2 separate regions of the Mus musculus genome follow, and region 1 is linked to region 2. A link is a contact called in public Hi-C data. All regions are on one chromosome and are shown on one strand. The core of a region is the stretch at or near the end of the contact, and the rest is flanking DNA. Distances in the headings are between cores, read along the strand shown. Region 1 overlaps Clpb (ClpB caseinolytic peptidase B). Region 2 holds the start of Clpb (ClpB caseinolytic peptidase B).

The links. A called contact is a pair of places that touch in the nucleus more often than the background predicts.
Region 1: a contact with region 2 is called in a Hi-C map of 8-cell embryo, with 2.0 times the contacts expected there. The contact joins the enhancer-like site here to the promoter of Clpb in region 2. A contact is called at or near these places in 1 of 484 Hi-C or Micro-C datasets (8-cell embryo), 5 of 115 datasets of contacts at active chromatin or transcription factors (the SCID.adh cell line, bone marrow-derived macrophages and embryonic stem cells) and 1 of 9 other capture datasets (adipose tissue).

Annotation. Positions count from the first base shown.
Region 1 is chr7:101,713,669-101,717,994 of GRCm38.p6, reverse strand. The region is part of intron 4 of Clpb (ClpB caseinolytic peptidase B); the gene reads right to left. Among named protein-coding and RNA genes, the nearest start is that of Clpb, 52 kb to the right of the region's middle. Within about 2 kb of position 2,609, at least 15 of the 459 cell types and tissues checked have an H3K27ac peak or open chromatin away from gene starts, as enhancers often do. A contact at or near this core is called in 8-cell embryo, where this site is marked.
Region 2 is chr7:101,662,473-101,667,158 of GRCm38.p6, reverse strand. Clpb (ClpB caseinolytic peptidase B) reads right to left here and starts at 3,408. Exons shown (of 16, transcript NM_009191.4): 1 at 2,946-3,408. The coding sequence starts at 3,348.

The sequences.
Region 1 (4,326 bases), core at 1,360-3,859, 52 kb before region 2:
TGCTCATCACTATACCACTAACACAGGTCACAGGCTCATATTTGAAAGATGGGTCCCAAGCACCCTAACAAGCTAGCCTGGGTGGAAGCACTTCAAACCTGTAGTCAAAATGAAGATGGTAGAAGAATTTTGGGAAGGACTAGGAGGTGAGGCCTTTTTTGGAGAAGGGGTGTCACTGGGCATGGACTCTGAGGTTTCAAAAGCCCATACCTGGTCCAGTCTCTTTACCTCTACCTCTAACTTACAGTAAGCTGTGAGCTCTCAGCCTGTCTGTCTGCTCTCATGCTTCTTGCTATAGACTCAACCCCTGGAATTGTAACCAAGCTGCCTTGGTTATGATGTTTCTCCATAATAACAGAGAAGTAACTAAGGCACAGCCTCACTGCTAAGTGCTGAAAAGGCCCAATTCTGAGACCCCATACTCTTCTCAAGCCATAAGAGATGGATGGAGGTAGAACGGGGAGAAAAAAGGGAGAGCGTGGCCGCAGCCTTCTCTCTGCCTGAGTAAGTAAACTCATGCAAGGGAGGTATCAAGCCTGTCTCACCCTCGGGCCACCAAGGCGGTCTCCTGAGGCCCAGGATTTTGGGCCAGCTGGCCATTATCCAGTGAACCATCTCCTTTTCAACAAAGACATCTTCCCGATTGTCTCCAGCACAGGGGTGGCAGGCTCTTCTTCCAGAGAAGCTTTTCCTGTCCTTGTGGGAGGTCCCACACCCCTCTGCCCACAGTGGGAGCGACTGCCATGACTCTGCTCGCTTCTGCCCCACTCACCTGTGAATGTAAGTTACTTTATGCCTAAGGGGGCCACAGCCAGGGCCAGGACCACAGTAGCAGTTAAAAAGAATCTCCATGGCCTCCATGTAGCTCTGGCTACTTACTGCCACAAACAAACAAACAAACAAACAAACAAACAAACAAACAGCCTGCTTCCCATGCTGAAAAATATTTAAGGTGAAGATGTCACAGAGTCTGCCATCTTAGCTCTGTCACATACTAAGTTCTATGTAAAACGTGTGTGACAGATAGTAATATGAGGAATACCGAATAGTTAGTGTTATGGTACTGAACTACCATACTTACAATTAATTTTAAGCCTAAAATCTTACTATAATACAAAATAATTAAATATGACAGAGATTGAGGGTGTCACTATGTACCCCAGGTGGTACATAGCACTCAGGAGCAGAGGCAGGTCTATATCTGAGTTCAAGGCCAGTCTGGTCTATGTAGTAATTTCCAGGCCTGCCAGGCCTACAGCATTAGACCCTAGCTCAAATAATAAATAATTTTAAAAGTACACAGATACTTATAGCAATGTATTCATAAAAGTCAAAGGTAGAAACAACATAACATCTATAAACTGATGAATAAACATTTACAACAGCGTATTATTCAGCCATCGAAAGGAATGAAGTAATGATATTTGCCACAATGTGTATGAAACATAACGCTAAGTCAGTCAGTCAAAGATGATGATACAGGGTATGGTTCCATGTACAGAGAACGGCCACTTTAGGCCATCTATAGAGATGAGGTAGATTGTTAGTAGCTGGGAACTTGAGGGCAAATGAAGGATAGCTGGTAATATGCATGAGACTTTCTATGATGTGATGAAAATGTTCTAAAAATGGGTTGGGGTGACGATTGTATAACTTCTGAATATATTATAAATCAGTAAGTTATATATTTTACATGGTAAATTTTACCATATGTGAGCTAAGTAAAATAAAGATGATAGACTTAAAAGTATAAGCCAAAAAAAAAAAAAAGTGGTAAAGTGGTTATAAGGTTTAGTGGCATATGCCAATAATCTCAGCATTTTGAAGAAACAAGAGTCTTGGAGAGTTCAAGGCCAGCCCAGGGCACACAACAAACAAGTTCAAGGCCAGTCTGAGTTCCTATCTCAAAAACAAAGCAAAATGTGGGTAAGAAGAAGTGCATATTATCTGACATTATCTGAGTTCCTTTTTGTTGTTGTTTTTTTGTTTGTTTTTTGAGACAGGGTTTCTCTGTGTAGCCCTGGCTGTCCTGGAACTCACTCTGTAGACCAGGCTGGCCTCAAACTCAGAAATCACCTGCCTCTGCCTCCCGAGAGCTGGGATTGAAGGCATGCACTGCCTGGCATCTGAGTTCTTCTGATGTCATGCTGTTTGGTTGGAACCATCCCTAACATTAATAACGGGAAATGGCAGAAGCTTATTTCATGTTCAGTGTAGACTCACAAGTACTGTGGTAAGAAAATAATGGTTTATATTTACTGAATTGCCCCCACACTCCCAAGAGTTTCTGTGTAGCCCTGACTGTTCTCCAACTCACAGACAGTGACCCGCCTCTGCCTCCCAGAGTGTTGGGATTAAAGGTGTGTGCCACCACACCCAGCATATTGAACTCTCACTACGTGCGGCAGGCACTTGATCAACTATTTTCCTCACAAGAGGTACTAGGCTGCCATTTCATATGAGAAGAAACAGAGTCTCAGCTCAGGCAGACGGTTTAAAGTGGCACCATCAGTCCATGGCTGTCTGTTCAGCTCAGACACTTGTCTCCTTTTCGGTGTGATTATGACTTCCTTTTGGCCTCTTATTTACTTACAGTGGACTCACACTTTATGACTCAAGCAGCCTAAGGTCACGATTGCCCTTGCTCTGTGCATTCTAGTCATGCCTAGTTTCACACTACCTTAGTTGACATTTTCTCCTGCATGGACTGAGACTGTTTTATGCATACATTCTTGAATGTGGCAAGCACTCAAAAAATCCTTCTTTAGTGAGATGTTACACTTGCCTTGCCAAGAAGAAACTGGGTTCTTGAAGGATGGCTACTGTTTATCAGCTTTATCCTTTGCAGAATGTAGGAGCCCATGATAGTTGAGGCTGGCTTCAGGTCCAGCCTTTAGTTAAAAAACGGTATCACGGGTACCATGCTCTCAGTTAATGGACTTGAAACTTTCTCCTTAACAACAGGGTCCTTCTTGCCCCTATCCCCACCCCCACCCCAAGTATAACAAAAAGGCTGGCACATCCAGGCTCAGCAAAGGTGTGACAGATGCAAGGGAAGACTGGGCCAGCATCTTCTGACAGGAAGCACCTCTCATCTCTTCTAACCCAGTGAAAAGGAAGGGGAGAGCACAGGCTGGCAGGGAACTTGAAGTCTGCTTGTTGATTCTGGGTCTCGTCCTCTTGGGTCCAGGATTCCCTTACTAGAGAACCAGGTGAGGCTTTTCAGATCCAAGTCACACCCTCCCATCATCAAATGCAAATGAGGGCAAACACCAGAGAGTCTGTAATGGTCTGTAACAAACCTCAGCACTGCTTCGGTTTCTTTATTTCTTGCCTTTCCTGACTCTCACAGTAGCATGGTGCTCAGTGTCTCTGGACCCCTTTGCTTTGCTCTGTAATCATCCACTGCTTACCCGCTCCCATCTTAACCAAAGTGTAGGGACAAGCTGGCAGCAGAAGCAAGAAGCCTGCTTCTCAGCAGCTATGCAACCTGGCTGGTCCAACTTGGTCCCTCAGTGATCCCTGTCTCTGCACCTGCTTGCCTCTCTTCTGCCTTTTCTTCAAGATGTTAAAAACTCGCAATAAAAAACAAATACAAAACGCTGTAATTAATAGCCAATTCCAAGCCAACCAAGCATCTCTACTAATAAACCTCAACACTTGCAAAAAGAACAATAAATTCTGCCCCTCTCTGGTTCTGAGGTGGTCTCTTTTATATACTCTGTGTTGTGTGTATGCATGTGGGTAAGCGTGTCTACATATATATTTATTTCCCTTTATTTCCCATCCAGGGAGGGGCAGAATAATGAACTGCGTGCGTCAGGGAAGATGAATCTGGGATACTAGGGAGCAGTGCAGTAAAAAGATTAAAGTGTTATTATTGTTGGTTTTTTTCCCCCATGGTCCATTGTGACAGCTCGACCGTCATCTGTAAAAAATGTCTCAGCGAGAGATAATCATCGGAAACTCAATAAAGCGTCAGGGGGAGCCTCAGCCCCCATCAATCACTGGGTGCCTGGAAAATTTCAACCCTCTGTCTCCCTTCCTGCTATCCATATAAATGTCTCTAATATATTTTGTGTGGTGTGTGGGACCCAACCCTGATTTGGAACTTTTGATGAAAAAATATTTATACACAAAATATGTAAATCAGTTAAAAATCACAAGACTAGCTCTTTGCCACCCCATCATACTTTTTTTCTTATTTTTATAAATGCATCAAATTTATTCATTTTAATAAAACATGCCAACTACTCTCTCTCTCTCTTTCCTAGGAGAGAAAGATAATATATATATATACATATATATATATATATATATACATAT
Region 2 (4,686 bases), core at 2,159-4,658:
TAGAAGGTAAAGGTTGACAGGAGAAGGCTAACCAAATCTCCCCAGCTGGACTCCACCCCAACCCTGCTCTGGGAATGCAAGTAGATATCATGTGCCCACTCTTCCCAAGTAGTAAGGCTCGGGTATGTAGGTCTCCCCAAGAAAGGAAAGAAGTCATGGACACTTGGGATCCAAGCCACTCTATTACTCAGAGTGGCTGCTGTAGCCCTTCCTTCTCAACCAACTTCTTGTGATATTCAGCAGACAATAATCCTTGCCAGCCTCACAAGGAAGCTGAAAAGTCTCCCAATTCCATAGCCTAAGCTCAGAGACAGGAGACTCAAACTGTTCCGTTGGATTCCTGAGGACTCGGGCCTAGCTGAAGCCTGGGCTGGTTGTTGTCACCACCTTGTGGCCACTTGGAAAAACAAATCAACAGCGGATCACAACTGGTGCTCTGTGCCCAGCCTGGTTCTGAGCTGTACTGTAGGCCACTAGGCTGACTTCTACCCAGGCCTGCATTCAGTAGCCATGAGACCCCCTAGGTAAACATTAGAGCCATCACTAGCATCAGTGGCAAGCTAAGCCCTGATGTAGTCCTGGCAACTTACATGCCTTGGGCCCTGGATAACTCATCTAAGCTCCTGACCCTCAGCTTATATGAAGACAGGTAAGACACCAGCCTCATCCTGTGTATAAATCAAGTCTGTTCAGACCACAGTGCCTCCACTCACCTATTAGCCTCGGACTAGGAGCCAGGCCCGTCCTACTTAGCTTATGGACTGTCTGTTTTTTGTTTTATTATTATTATTATTATTATTATTATTATTATTATTAATGGTGGTTGTTTGTTGTGTGTACTTGTTTTAGTTTTCTTGGATAAGATCTCATTTTATATCCCTGGCTGTCCTGGAACTCAAGAGACCCACCTGCCTCGGCCTCCTGGGATTAAGGGTCATACCCAGCTCTTATGGATTGTTCTCATTCATATATTTAATTGGACCCAGATAAGCTCCAGCTGAAAAAAAAAGAGAATCATTCCTTATAGATACCTCTTATCTCTTCACTCCCCTTCCTTCTCAGAGGAGGGAGGAATGAGTGAGGCACCCTGGGCTCGCAAACTTTCCATGGTTTTCCATTACCAGAATTCCCTTTGGCTTCTAAAGAGACCCATTCCTCAGAACATTGCACTGAGGGACTCTGCTCAACACTTGTCTAGGCAAGTTGGCAAGACTGGAACCAGCCAGAGCTTTATGTCATCATCTCTTCTATTAGATGGACATCACTGAAATTGACATGCCATGAAGTCCAGTCTAGGGCTCCCAGTAACCTCTCAGGCCAGACTTCAGACACATTTATCCTCTTCTTCCAAACACACTGGCTGCTAGACAGTCTGTCCCTATGACCATGGCTCTTCACTGCTTACACAATTCCAAACGCCCCTGCCTGGCATGCAGGGCCATTTCATCTTCTCTCACCTTATTCCAAAGACCTTGTCTTCCAACCCTCACTGGCCAAACTGCTAGCCTGTCCACATGAGGCTAGCTGAAGTCTGGGAATGGAATCCAATCCAATCCAAGGACCACATGTGAATGTCTCCCTTCTCTGGGTCACACGCTGGTAGACAGATGCTTGGTATTAAGGAAATACTAACAGAGGTAAGATGGAGGTCCTGCCCTCGTGGGTTACACAGGCCCCCACCCTCTTTATGTTTCCTATGCTATCCTTCAGAAACCAAGCTCAAGCCCCACATCTTGCAAGGACTTCCAGTCCTCCAGGAAGGCTATCCTGACCCCAGTAGCTCTCTGATCCTCTGTAATACTCACTAGCCCTGCATGACCGGCTGCTGCACCCTCTCCCCTTAGCTGGCTAGGTTTTAAGTTGGGATTTTCTGAACACCTAGGTCCAAGCTAAGCACAGTGCCACCTTCATGTTTGCACAAGCGGAAACCATACAATTCCCGCATGCTTAAACTAGAAAGGCCCTACCTACTTCAACGCCCTCTTCAATAGAAAGGAAACGCAGGGCAGCAAAGAAGGATTAAGAGTCCAGATTTACAAAGACAGTACAAGATCCTCCGTGTCCTTGTTCCTCATCCAGAAGTCCTTTCTTTCCAAGCGGCCCCATCTTATTAAACAAACAAGGGAAGGTCAAGGCGGTCTCCAATCTTGTTCAACAATCTCAGAGTCTGGGGTGCATGGGACAGGCAGGCACTGACAACTGAAAACCTGAGAGGTTGGGCTCAGCCAGGCCACCCTTGCAGCTCCTGCTCAACTCTAAGCAACTGAGGTAAGAAGCCAATCTGAGTTAGCTACCTCCACCTCCTCCCTCCCTCCCCCACTGCTGTAAGTCTCCAGAGAGCAACTTTCAGCCAACTCCCTGTCCCCCAAGGCTTCACACACACACCCTCCACAGTATCCAGCTCATCTTAAACATGACACTAAGCAAAACTCTAAGCAACTAAACAGACTCTGAACTCCAGGAAAGGTCAAAATATTAGAGCACTGAGAGCTTGCCTTCATTAGACAGTGGGGAAACTAAGATTAGAGAGGAACATGGGGTCAGGCTAGCACCAGAACCAAGTGTCCTCCTTCCTTGGACCTATGTACGCAGAAAAACATGTAGAGGCGGTCCCTAAAGCTGTTGAGGCTTCCTGGAGACCTCTTGAAAGACTAATGGACAAGATATAATATTGGTACATAAAAGGACCGGGCTGTAATTAGTCAGTCCAATGTCCCCAATTATACTTGTATACAAACTGATCCCAAAGAGGGTGCTAGACCTACGATGGGAAATGATGTAACTTCAGTGAGTTTTCCATCTGCTGCTCCTGGCAGCAGAAGGTAACTGGGTTTCTTCAAGGTAAGGTTATGCGGGTTTAAATTTACAAATACCTTCAACCTTCCAAAGGAGTCATGACCCACCCACCCACCTCTCCCTTGAACCCAGTTTGACCCCATAATCACCCTTGTTGGATGGATTCTTGCTGTAGCACTGAACCACCAGCGCCATGGCCAAGGCCCACATGCCCAGACCCGTCTTGTTGGGGACCCCATTCCAGCTGTCTTGTCCCGGGAGTGTTTCTTCGGGGCTAGGACCGCGTTCCGACGAGGCGGCAGTCAGGTATGGGATCTCGGTGCGTTCTCCACGGCGCCCCCAGGTGGCTGCCCCCCGTCCGGGGACGAAGGTAGAAGATGCTCCAGGGCGCACCCAAGCGGCAGCTCTCAACCGCTGCGGCTCCCCGCGGTCTCCGGTGACAACGCCACGGCCGTAAGCACCTCCCCGGCTTTGGAGAGATGGAGATTTGATTAACCCTAGGAAGAGCCGAGGCGCTGGCGTGGTTCTCCTCAACACCGCGGACAACATCATGACACCTGCTTCTAAAACCCGCTGGTGCCGGCCCCTGTGCTAGCCACGATCAACATGGCTGCCGCGGCGCGTTCGAAGACGCCGCTTATAAGGTGGGACTGCGCACTACCTCACGGGAGTGGTAGTCCACAGCCCCAGATCTTTCTCTAGCTGGAGACTAAACAAACTACATTTCCCCGAGGGCTGTGGAATGACATCACAATGACCGCTGACAGCGGAGCTGGAAGAATGTTGGGAAATGCAGTTCGGGCAGAGGGGCGTGGCAAAAAGGAAAACTCTGGTGGGGCGTGGCAATTAGGATTCAAGATTCCAGAGCCCCGTATTTGTATTAACACAGAACTTTAAGCCCTGCCTTTGGAAGGTGGGAACCTGAAAGAACGGGAATTCAAGGTCTGGGTCAAAATCACATTCTTGGTCTAGGTCAGCCCCAACTGTGTAAGATATCAAATATCAAATCAAAATATCGAAAATCAAAATACAGGAATCCTAGAACAACTTCCCTAGTGTTTAAATAAAATTGCATTTTCGATGAAGACCTGTTAAGTAACTTGTACCCCTCCCCACTTTTATTCTGAGTTGCTATTGCTTTTCAAAAAGATGTTGAGTGTTGGGAAAGGTGGTGTGTGTCCTTAATCCCAGCATTCCAGGCAAAGGCAAGCAGATCTCTCTGAATTTGAGAAAGTCTAGTTTGCATAGTGAGTTTCAAGATAGTCAGGGTTATGAGCCAGAGAGACTCTGTCTCAAAAGACTTTAAGACTGTGTGTGTGTGTGTGTGTGTGTGTGTTTAAAGATGTGTGTGTGTGTGTGTGTGTGTGTGTGAGTGTGTGTGTGTGAGATCCTTAGGTTTGGCAGCAAGTGTCTTTTATAGTTGAGCCATCTTGTTTGTTACATAATAGTGAATCTATGAATTGTGTTTCAGTTGATTCCTTCTGTAGTTAGCTGACAATTAGCTACTCATATATCTGTGTCTGGCCCCTTGTGTCTCACAGAATTACAAAACTGGGTTTGGGATTGTCTGGGGTGTTGTTTTACCCTGGCTCAAAGCTGTACCTTCCATAGAGTTGCTCCTGATCTAGAGGATACAGAGAAAGCCTTGTAGGCGGAATGCTTCCTGCTCTTGCATTAGAGCCTCTTGAGCTAGATCGAGGGAACAGTTTGTCTGGGCTGCCAGGGCTTCTGACAGGCCCAGGTACTTTGCTGGTTGGTATCCAGTGGTGCCTAGCTGGCTTGTTTGAATTGTTAAAGCAGGTTTTGGGGCTTTCCATTAGCCTGTTGGCTGAGAATAGGTCTTAAGCCTTGGTTTGCATCTGTCCCACTCAAGTCTCATGCCTGCGTTTA